2 separate regions of the Rattus norvegicus genome follow, and region 2 is linked to region 1. The links are chromatin contacts, called in public Hi-C maps. All regions are on one chromosome and are shown on one strand. The core of a region is the stretch at or near the end of the contact, and the rest is flanking DNA. Distances in the headings are between cores, read along the strand shown. Region 1 has its middle 49 kb from the start of Actbl2. Region 2 has its middle 100 kb from the start of Gpbp1.

What was found. Hi-C and Micro-C count contacts between places; a contact is called where the count stands out from the background.
Region 2: a contact with region 1 is called in a Hi-C map of frontal cortex, with 1.7 times the contacts expected there. The contact joins two enhancer-like sites. A contact is called at or near these places in 2 of 12 Hi-C or Micro-C datasets (frontal cortex and liver).

Annotation. Positions count from the first base shown.
Region 1 is chr2:44,638,320-44,642,812 of GRCr8, forward strand. No RefSeq gene overlaps it. Among named protein-coding and RNA genes, the nearest start is that of Actbl2, 49 kb to the left of the region's middle. Within about 2 kb of position 2,487, at least 12 of the 93 cell types and tissues checked have an H3K27ac peak or open chromatin away from gene starts, as enhancers often do.
Region 2 is chr2:44,719,429-44,723,921 of GRCr8, forward strand. No RefSeq gene overlaps it. Among named protein-coding and RNA genes, the nearest start is that of Gpbp1, 100 kb to the right of the region's middle. Within about 2 kb of position 2,308, at least 19 of the 93 cell types and tissues checked have an H3K27ac peak or open chromatin away from gene starts, as enhancers often do.

The sequences.
Region 1 (4,493 bases), core at 1,237-3,736:
CATACTCATGGAGGCAGGAAATGGGATCTCTGGATCTCACAGCACCAGTGGGTTTCCTGTTTCACTGGAACAATACCCAGGGCTTCTGGAAGGAGGGCAAACAGCACTAGGGCTCATCTCCAAGGGGATGGGGATGGAGGCAGGGCACCTAAGGGTAGGCTCAGAGAGGCTTTGGAGCCAGACAGAGCTAGATGTGACCTTGTCCTGGCCTTGGTGTTTACATGAGCTTAGATAAGTCACATGACCAATCTGTATCATGTGACTTCCTTACAGGTCAATAATAGGGTTGGCCTCTGAAGGGCTGGCTATAAAGCATAGAGATAGCATGAGAAGTCCCTTTTATAGTGTGCAATAGGCTTGTTAAACACAGAAGGCCTTGGTCTCACTCGGGTTTTGTGAAAGTACTCCCTGGTGTTTCTGTGACCTTTTTTCTCTACTCAATCCCACTACTCCCCACCATCTACTGTAACAGTCAAGTGTCACTTGGTTTCGGCTGTTACTTGGCATGACTGAGTTACAGACTGGGATGTGCATCTCGGTAATTGCTGGAGGCCAGGACCCTCTCTCCTTGCCATAGATGAAGGATCAGCACTTGATCCTTAGCCATCTTGAATGGCTCTCTCCTAAAAGTGTCCTCATTGTTCTTACCACCTATTTAAAAACCTTTGACAAGGGCCAGTGAAGCGTATGGGTACAATACAGGCCACGGCTATCCCTACACTCAGCAGTACATATATTCCCTCTTCCATTCTTTTGCAAAAGTGTTTGATGCATCCATGATCTAGGGCCTATTTTAATGTTTCCCTTTGATCTCCTCTGCATACTCCTACTCCCATCAAGGATGACCTTCTTCTGTGGAGCAGTAGAAGGAAATGCATCTCCTAGCACGCATCAAGGACGCTAACATCTCGTTTGCTAACTGTGTCAGCATTGATGACATAGTACTGTAAAAGAAACCCTAAAATCATCTACTCTGAGAAGCATTACTGTTGGAAACCACACTGGGAACTGTGAAGCCAAACTAAACCAGCTTCAAGCCAAGATGGACAGAGTGCTGAGTGTGCTAAAGAAGCCATGTTGTTGTCCAGGACTCAATCGGTAACCTTGTTGCTGCTTCTGCTCATCAGAATCATCTGTGCTGTCCAGCTACTGTGTGTAAGTTCCATTTAGACATGGCTAAGGGGAAGCCATCTTCTCTAACACAGGGCTTGCCTGGCAAGTATAACGACAAAATTCATTAACAGAAATGGGACCTGTTATCCCATGAGCTGGGTTAAATGCAGCATCCCCATGGCCTGGAGGCCCTCCAGCACCATGGCTTGTTCTTCAGGACTAGAGGACCAAGTGCAGCAGATAACAAGATGAGCCTGGAAGTAAGAAAAGGCAGAAGATTAGTGAAGAGTCTTTGTGCCCTATATCTAAACACAGTACAATTTTGTTTCTAGTAACTATGACCAACACTTTTCAGTCACACCTCCACCTCCTATTGGAGGCAAGGATCCTGAAACAACCCAGATTGTCACAAAGAGATTTATCTCTGTTCAATTCAGTTAATTCCAGAATTTTAGTTGCTTCTTTTAGTGAAAGACCCGCTCTTCCCCTCCACTAGGGGTAGAGCCAGGAGGAAGGGAGATATAGTGTGTTTTCATTCCTTGATTCACTGAAGGTCATGGTTTCATGCTCTCCTCCTTACTCCTATGGTAGAAAAAGACTGGCACAGGAGACCAAGATCTTTGATTCACTGAATTCAAGATCTCTGTTCTTTTGTGGTTAAGGGCAGGAGAAAGAGAGAGAGAGAAAATGGGCCAATCCATGTGCACTGTGGTTATATGTAACAATCTGATGTGTACGTGGACTAAGCAAAGGGCACACTTACCTCTGCAGGTGCCGGGGAGTTAATCTTTCTGGATAAAACCATGCTGCATACCATTATTTGTGGGCATTTATGAAATGCATGGCATTTCCCTACCTTAACACAGCAGACCTATTTGTCTTTTTTTGATTCATGTATCTGCATGTGTGCACATGTCTGTGTGTGCATACATGCATGTGTGTGTGTGTGTGTGTGTGTGCTGAGTATCCCGTTGCCCACAGCATTCTCTTCATGAGACATTGAAGAGACAAAGCAAACCATGAGTCCGAGCTCACATAAAATATAAATAAGGTTATTCAGAAGAGCTGAAGGTACTAATAATAGCATGGCATTTGAAAGGGTGGAATCCGCAAGTGGGATCAGCACAGTGCTCACTTGCAGGCCCTGAAACAATGAAAGTATCATCAGTAGCAATCAAAATGGAACTAACAGACTCAGAAGTGCTCACTATTTTTAAATGAAGGAAAAATAAAGAACAGCCAGATAAGTGTGACTTCTGGATGACAAGTCACCCAGAGGACTGCTCAAGAGACGTAATAATAGAATCTTTTTTATTCCTCTGGCATTATTCAACTGTGAGCTAAAAGTGTACCTTGAATGATTCATTGACAACTATGAGGAACGTGAATCTAGACTCACACAGGATGATGCATGGAGAATGTGGGTAGCTCTGGAAATGTGCAGACACCAGGATGTAGGGGAAGGGGTCTCGGGTCGGTGGGGCTGGAAGACAAATAAGACAGCATTAGATAGAATCCTTTAGAAGAACCTTGAAGAAAGAAAAACTGGAAAGTAAAATTTTCCTTCCAGGAAGACACTTTGGGTTCTGATTCCTGGCTTCCTGCATCAGCAAGTTGGCACAGTGCAGAGCCGGCTATAAATGTCAGGGTACTGAATGCTTTCTGGCCATGAGGCTTTTGTTACCATGGGAACAACCGCCCTCTATTTTCCGGAAGGTGGTTAATAATTAGACTGAGAGAAAAAAAAATCAAATCTGTCCCAGACTTGACTGCAACCAACTCCGGCTGCTGCCATCTTGGTTGCTATTACTGGAAATTCAGAGTCTCCAGGGAACTGATACCCAAGAAAAGACACCAGGTCTTGAGTCTTCGGAACTGATAGTTAAGACAACGCAGACTCCAATCATCTGGTCAGGGGCAGCAGCTGTGTTCTCTCTCATCTAAGGCTCCTAGCTCCACTCTTCAGATATGAGTCCATAGTCTAAAGTAACTACAGAAACCAGGAAAGTAAGTAGGGGCCATTCCTGGGGTGTGAGGAGGAGTCATAGAGAGGGGGATAGCAAGGTAGAATTGGCCTGATGATGAAATGGGAAGGAAACAGGAATGCTTTAATTAGGGAGGAGGGAAGAAAATAAATACAGAAGAAGGGAAGAGAATAAAATAATACTGATGGCGTCTAGAAGTGTAAGGAAAGGAATCATACTATTAACTACCTAAAACTTTTTTAAAATACACGTAGGTCAATATATAAATATACATATACAGTTTAAATAGATGTCCTAGGTGACCATCTAACCAAAGACCATCTAACAGAAGCCCTAACACCAAGCATGTGAAGCCTTCATTTGAATTGTTGGTCAGGGTTGTCCAAGAGACTTCCAAAACATTACAGGACATTGCTATTCCTCCTGGCTGCCTCCCAGGAGAGAAAGATAAGTCCTATTTCTGAAGATACCATGTATTCCTGAAGGCGGCCCAGAGACCCTGAGCTGGAACTGATTTGAAAACTTCCTCTCTGAGAAATAGCTTTCATGGTACCAGATGGCATCATGCAAACTTCCAAAAAAGCGAAGCAACCAACAGTCCTACCCAGCTATGACGTCTATGAACGAGAGGGACCAGCACAGCACAGTAGCCCTAAGTGGGCAATGGTGGCACACACACCTTGATGGCAACCAACAGCTCTCTAATTGGCCTTAACTTCACCAAGAGGAAAATCATGCTTGGTTTTAGAAACCTAGTCAATCATTCAGGGCTATCGAGTCATGGACCTTGGAGGAAACCTACAACTTCTACTTTACTAAACCAGCATAATCTCTAACTACACTCTGAATATTTGTCATCGTACTCACAGATAAGTGTGTTCCTCACCCTTCAGCAAGGAAACTTCTCTTTGCAACAGAGGGAGACCTTTGTAGGAAACCACAACCCATCAAAATGCAGCATTGTGGAACGCAGTCACAACTGATACATCTACAACCCAATTCCTGCACCCGAGGCCCAGAAAGCATTGTGAATGAGGAAGCAGACAATTTTAAGAGCCAGAGGAAGAGAAATTTACTGTGTGATTGTAACTCTTAGGAATGTCAGAAGCTAAAACCATAGTCTCCCTACCGTGGCTGCTAACAGGAGGTGAATGAGGATATAATTATCATTATAATAAATATAATTATCATTATAATAAACACACTGATGTGAACAGGGCAAAGTCCAGGAGGCTCCATCCTTACACAAAGAAAGAACTACGGGCAACTAAGGAATGTGAGTGTGGGGAAAAGGAGTCTTCCCCAAGGAAGAGCACATCCATTGTTTAGCCAGTATCAAATGGTCAGTCTATGGAAACAAAAAATGTGTGTGTGTGAGTGTGCGTGTGTGTGTGT
Region 2 (4,493 bases), core at 1,058-3,557, 81 kb after region 1:
ATACATCCTTGGGCACAGTTATCACTGTGGTGACTGTCTGCAGTTACATATGAACATGAGAATTCCTCTTCCAAAGCTGCTGCAGGAAACCAGTTCAGCTCATACTTGCATATGCATAATGACAGGCATAGAACTCACAGTGGCTGTGATACAGATCAGATTAGGTGTCATCATCAACAGATGGATGGATAAAGAAAACTCGATACAGACACACACCGGTGACAAAAAATGAAAGCATGATGTTTTCAGGAAAATAGATGCAACTGATAATCTTTATGTCAAGAGAAAAGACCCAGGCTCAGAAAGGCAAACCCCATGTGTTTGCTTACATGAAGAACCCGTGCATGCGTGTGTATGTGTGCGTGCGTGCATGCGCACGTGCGTCATGAAAGGGAAAGGTGATGGTAAAAAGGAGAGGAAGAGATCTTTAGGGAGGTAGGGAGATAGGATAACGGAACACATTCAAAGAAGACAACATAGTCTGACTGTGGAAAGAAAAGGAATGAGCTAGAGAGGCAGGGGTGGTGTGGACCCAGGAAATGGGAGGGAGTACGGGAGAGGAACAAAGAGGAAAAGTGTAGCACATATACAAAAATACCATAAAGATGGGCTGACCAGCTCAGCTGCCTCCCAGGCCCCGCTCCTGGGCGCCAAGATGGCCCACCCCAACATCTACCAATGAATTGCAGGAATGCGTGAAGAGGCCAGTCATACAGATCCAAACCTACAGGATCTCCATGACACAGGGCAACAACAGAATGCCTAAGAGGAGTCTCAGTAAGAATTGATTGAGTAGCAGAAGTCAGAGGCCTTGGACCAGACCAATGAGTCACTGCAATGAACATTTGTAAGCAAAGAAGTGGACTAAAGGCTATACCATGGGACACAGTGTGACACAATACAGCTTCCACAATGAGTTTTTTTTCCTCTGTTGGAGGAAGGTTGCAAGGGTGGAAGGTAGGTACAGGGGAGGGGGAGATGAATGGGAGTGGGCTGCATGATATGAAATTTACAAAGAACCAATAAAAGGATAAAATTGGAAGAATTGTCCTGTGGAAGAGTTAGGGCGAGGATTGAAGGATCTGAAAGGGAGGGCAACCCCACAGGAAGACCAACAGCATCAACTAACCCGGACCCCTGGGAGCGCGCAGAGACTGAGCCACCAACCGAAGAGCGTACACGAAAAGGAAAGAAAAGAGAAGAAAAGAATGTGATAATGAAACCATTACTTTGTATGCTAACCTGAAAAGGCTAGTTTTAAAAATTCTCTTTAACTAAGACCTACCATGAAGCCATAAATTTCTATGCCAGAAGCAACTGGAAGACTGGCGCTTTCCCAGGCTGTGGCTTGGGTGACAAGGGAAAAGTCTGTGGGACACCCCGTAAATGGAGTGTGAAACTAGTATACCAACTACCCAGCAGTCACCTCCTTCCCACACACAAGCAAGTGCAGCTGCCTCCTCACTGGCTCCTTCACTGCCTCCTCGACACTTCCCTGGCAGCCAGTGGAATGTTTTCATTCCAAAGGCTTCTCCAGAGCTCTGAAGCTGTAGTGCATCGGCGGGAGCTGGGCAGCCCGGACACCCAGAATTCAGGGAACCTGAACTGGAAATCACCCCTGCGAGCTATCCCCACCTTATCCTTGGAGCAAGCTGGCCTGGAGTGGACCTTGAACTTGCCTCAGTTTGCTTCAGAGATTGGGTGCGAGCATACGGACCACTAACAGTCTAGCAATCTGCATCAAAAGCTTGCAGGTGGAATTTCATGCCTAAATTTCCTAAGAGGAAACAACCGAGGTTATTCTCTTAAAGGCTAGCCTTTGCTGTACAGCTCTTATGCACTTAAAAGCATGTCCACCAGCAAACAAACAAGAAAGGGATGTCGTATCCACTGCTTTTTTTATAATTCTGATGTTATAAACAGGGTTGGTTTGGGGATTTGTTTGTTTGTTTTTTCATTTATCTGGTGTACTATTTTTTTAACCCACTTTTCCTAACATCCTGTTGGGCCTACGCTGCTAAGAAAGCCTCTTATATACTTGGGGTTGGGAAAGGGGAGCCGGAAGGGAGGCTGCAGGGAAGATTGTGATGAATTTGAGCAGAAAATGTCTTTGACAAATGAAGCCTCTCTTCCCTTGCCTAATTCTGAAATGCCTCTAGCTTGAAAGTTCTCCATATGCTCATAGCTGTTATTTAGGTACACCACGCAATTTCTAAACAAAGAGCTTCATTCTTGGCCTCCACATACACAGCCTGCAACAGCAAGGCAATGTTCCACTGGATAAATATAGGAGAATCTGGAGCTGAATGAGACCACAGGCCTCTGTATAAAATGCAATTGGCAGTAACAATAGGACAGTATGGATAGTCAGGGCCGATCAGTCAGCCTGGGAGGAAACTTCTGCTCGTTTTCAGAGAGCTCCAACATTCCCATCAGTATTGCTCAGCTAGGGTTGATATAACAACACCTTACACTGAATGGCTTAAATTGCGGAAAGGTAGCCCCACAGTTTTGAGACTAAAGGTCTAAGACCGAGATCTTAGCAAGGGAGATTCCTTCTGAGGCTTTCAGAATCTGTTCTAGTTCTCTTCTGGATTCTGGTGGTTTTCTGACCATTGTTATTGCCTCTGGGCTTCCACCTTGAAATCCACATTTGTGTTCATATACTGCCCTTCTCATGGTGGGTGCTCATATACTGTCCTCCCCATGGGTGGGTATGTGCCTATGTGCACAGTTCCTCTTTCCATCAGCACTAAAACTAAGAGTCTAGGCATAACATGTGGTATCTGCAGAGCCCTTTTTCCAAACAAGCTCATACTCCTCAATACTGGAGATTAGGACTTGAACTTGTGAGGTAGCAGAGAGAGAAAGAGGAGACCCCTAACACTGCCTGCTATAAAACTTTCTAAAAGGGACCGATGATGTGCCTGGTGGGCAAGCATGCTTGCAACCAAGCCTGATAACATTAGTTTGATCCCCAAGATCGTCAGGTGAGAGAGGAAACCCAATCACAGGCTGTCCTCTGTACATGCGTGGGATTAATTAATTAATTAATTAATTAATTAAGCTTTGGCCATCCTGGTAAGTTTTCTGAACCATCATTGATGCCTCCAGAGAAGACCTGAGTCTGGAGTTCTCTGTTAAAATGAGAAAGGAGGGGCTGGGGATTTAGCTCAGTGGTAGAGCGCTTACCTAGGAAGCGCAAGGCCCTGGGTTCGGTCCCCAGCTCCGAAAAAAAAAAAAGAACCAAAAAAAAAAAAAAAAATGAAAAAAAGAGAAAGGAGACCACTCATCATCTCTCCAGTTCTGACCTTTCTGGCCTCTTCTCTCAGAAATTCAATGGCAAAAACCTCACTTCACTGAGAGGCACGCAGTCAGTATTCGTAAATCTCTTCAGCCAGGTTCCTCTACCTGAGCCTCTGAAGGAGGATTCCACAAGCCGAAATGGGGGAAGCAAGAGAGGGCTTTACCAACTAACTCCTTCCGGCTCCTGATCCCCCGCCCCACCCCCGCCCTAACTTCCGTTCCAGACTAACCCAGGATGACCCAGGCTCCTTCCAGCTCTCACCACGATTCCTTCGACTCACTCTCATATCAGAGAAACCACACCACAGATTTTCAACCTGTGGGTCATGACTTCTGGTGGGTTGGCAGACCCTTTCCCAGGAGTCACCTAAGACCCTCGGAAAACGTCTCATAACGTAGCAAAATTAGTTATGAAGTAGCATGGGAAATAATGTTGTGGTTACGAAGTCTCCACCACAGGAGGACTATAACAAAGGTTGACAATCACTGAACCACAGGGTTGTCTTCAGACATGCCAGCTCCCTGATCCAGAAAAGTTCGATTTTACCCAATTTGGATTAGCTATCCCAAGATCGTACTTACTCCAATAGAAGAAAAAGCTTGTGGTCAGTTCAGGGGTACCCTAATGAAAGCCAGTGGACACTTTCCAGGACACATGGGGGTCCTCAAAAAGTTCAGATTTTAAAAGGACAGAATCCTTCATAACTGAGGATGAAAATCAGCTCTGGAACACTGGGGCTTTGACACATGCACAATAGCTTTCGGGGACCTGCTCCCTGCAGCAGAAGCTGCTACACTTACAACCCACTTCATGAATTTTAAGCTTCCCACGGAAGGAGTAGGTGTTTATTGGCAAATAAAATATCCACCATCCACCCGAAACTGTCCTATATATTCTTTGCAAATATTAACCCGTTAAAATCCACACAGCCACTTGAAGCAAGTGCAAGTTGTCCCTCATTTTACCAACGAACACGGTGCACAAAATGTCAAGCAACTTGCCTGAGCACACCCAACCTTTGAGTGCTGGAGCCTAGATCTGAACTTTTGGTGTTAGTAGTCTGGGTGCCGAACTGCTGCAATGGAGGACTAACCACTAACTATAACTTTTAAGGAGTTGATAGAGCAAAACGGAAAAGGAAGTAACCGGAAGCTGCAGCTGAACCAAAACGCAGAGGACAAAACTC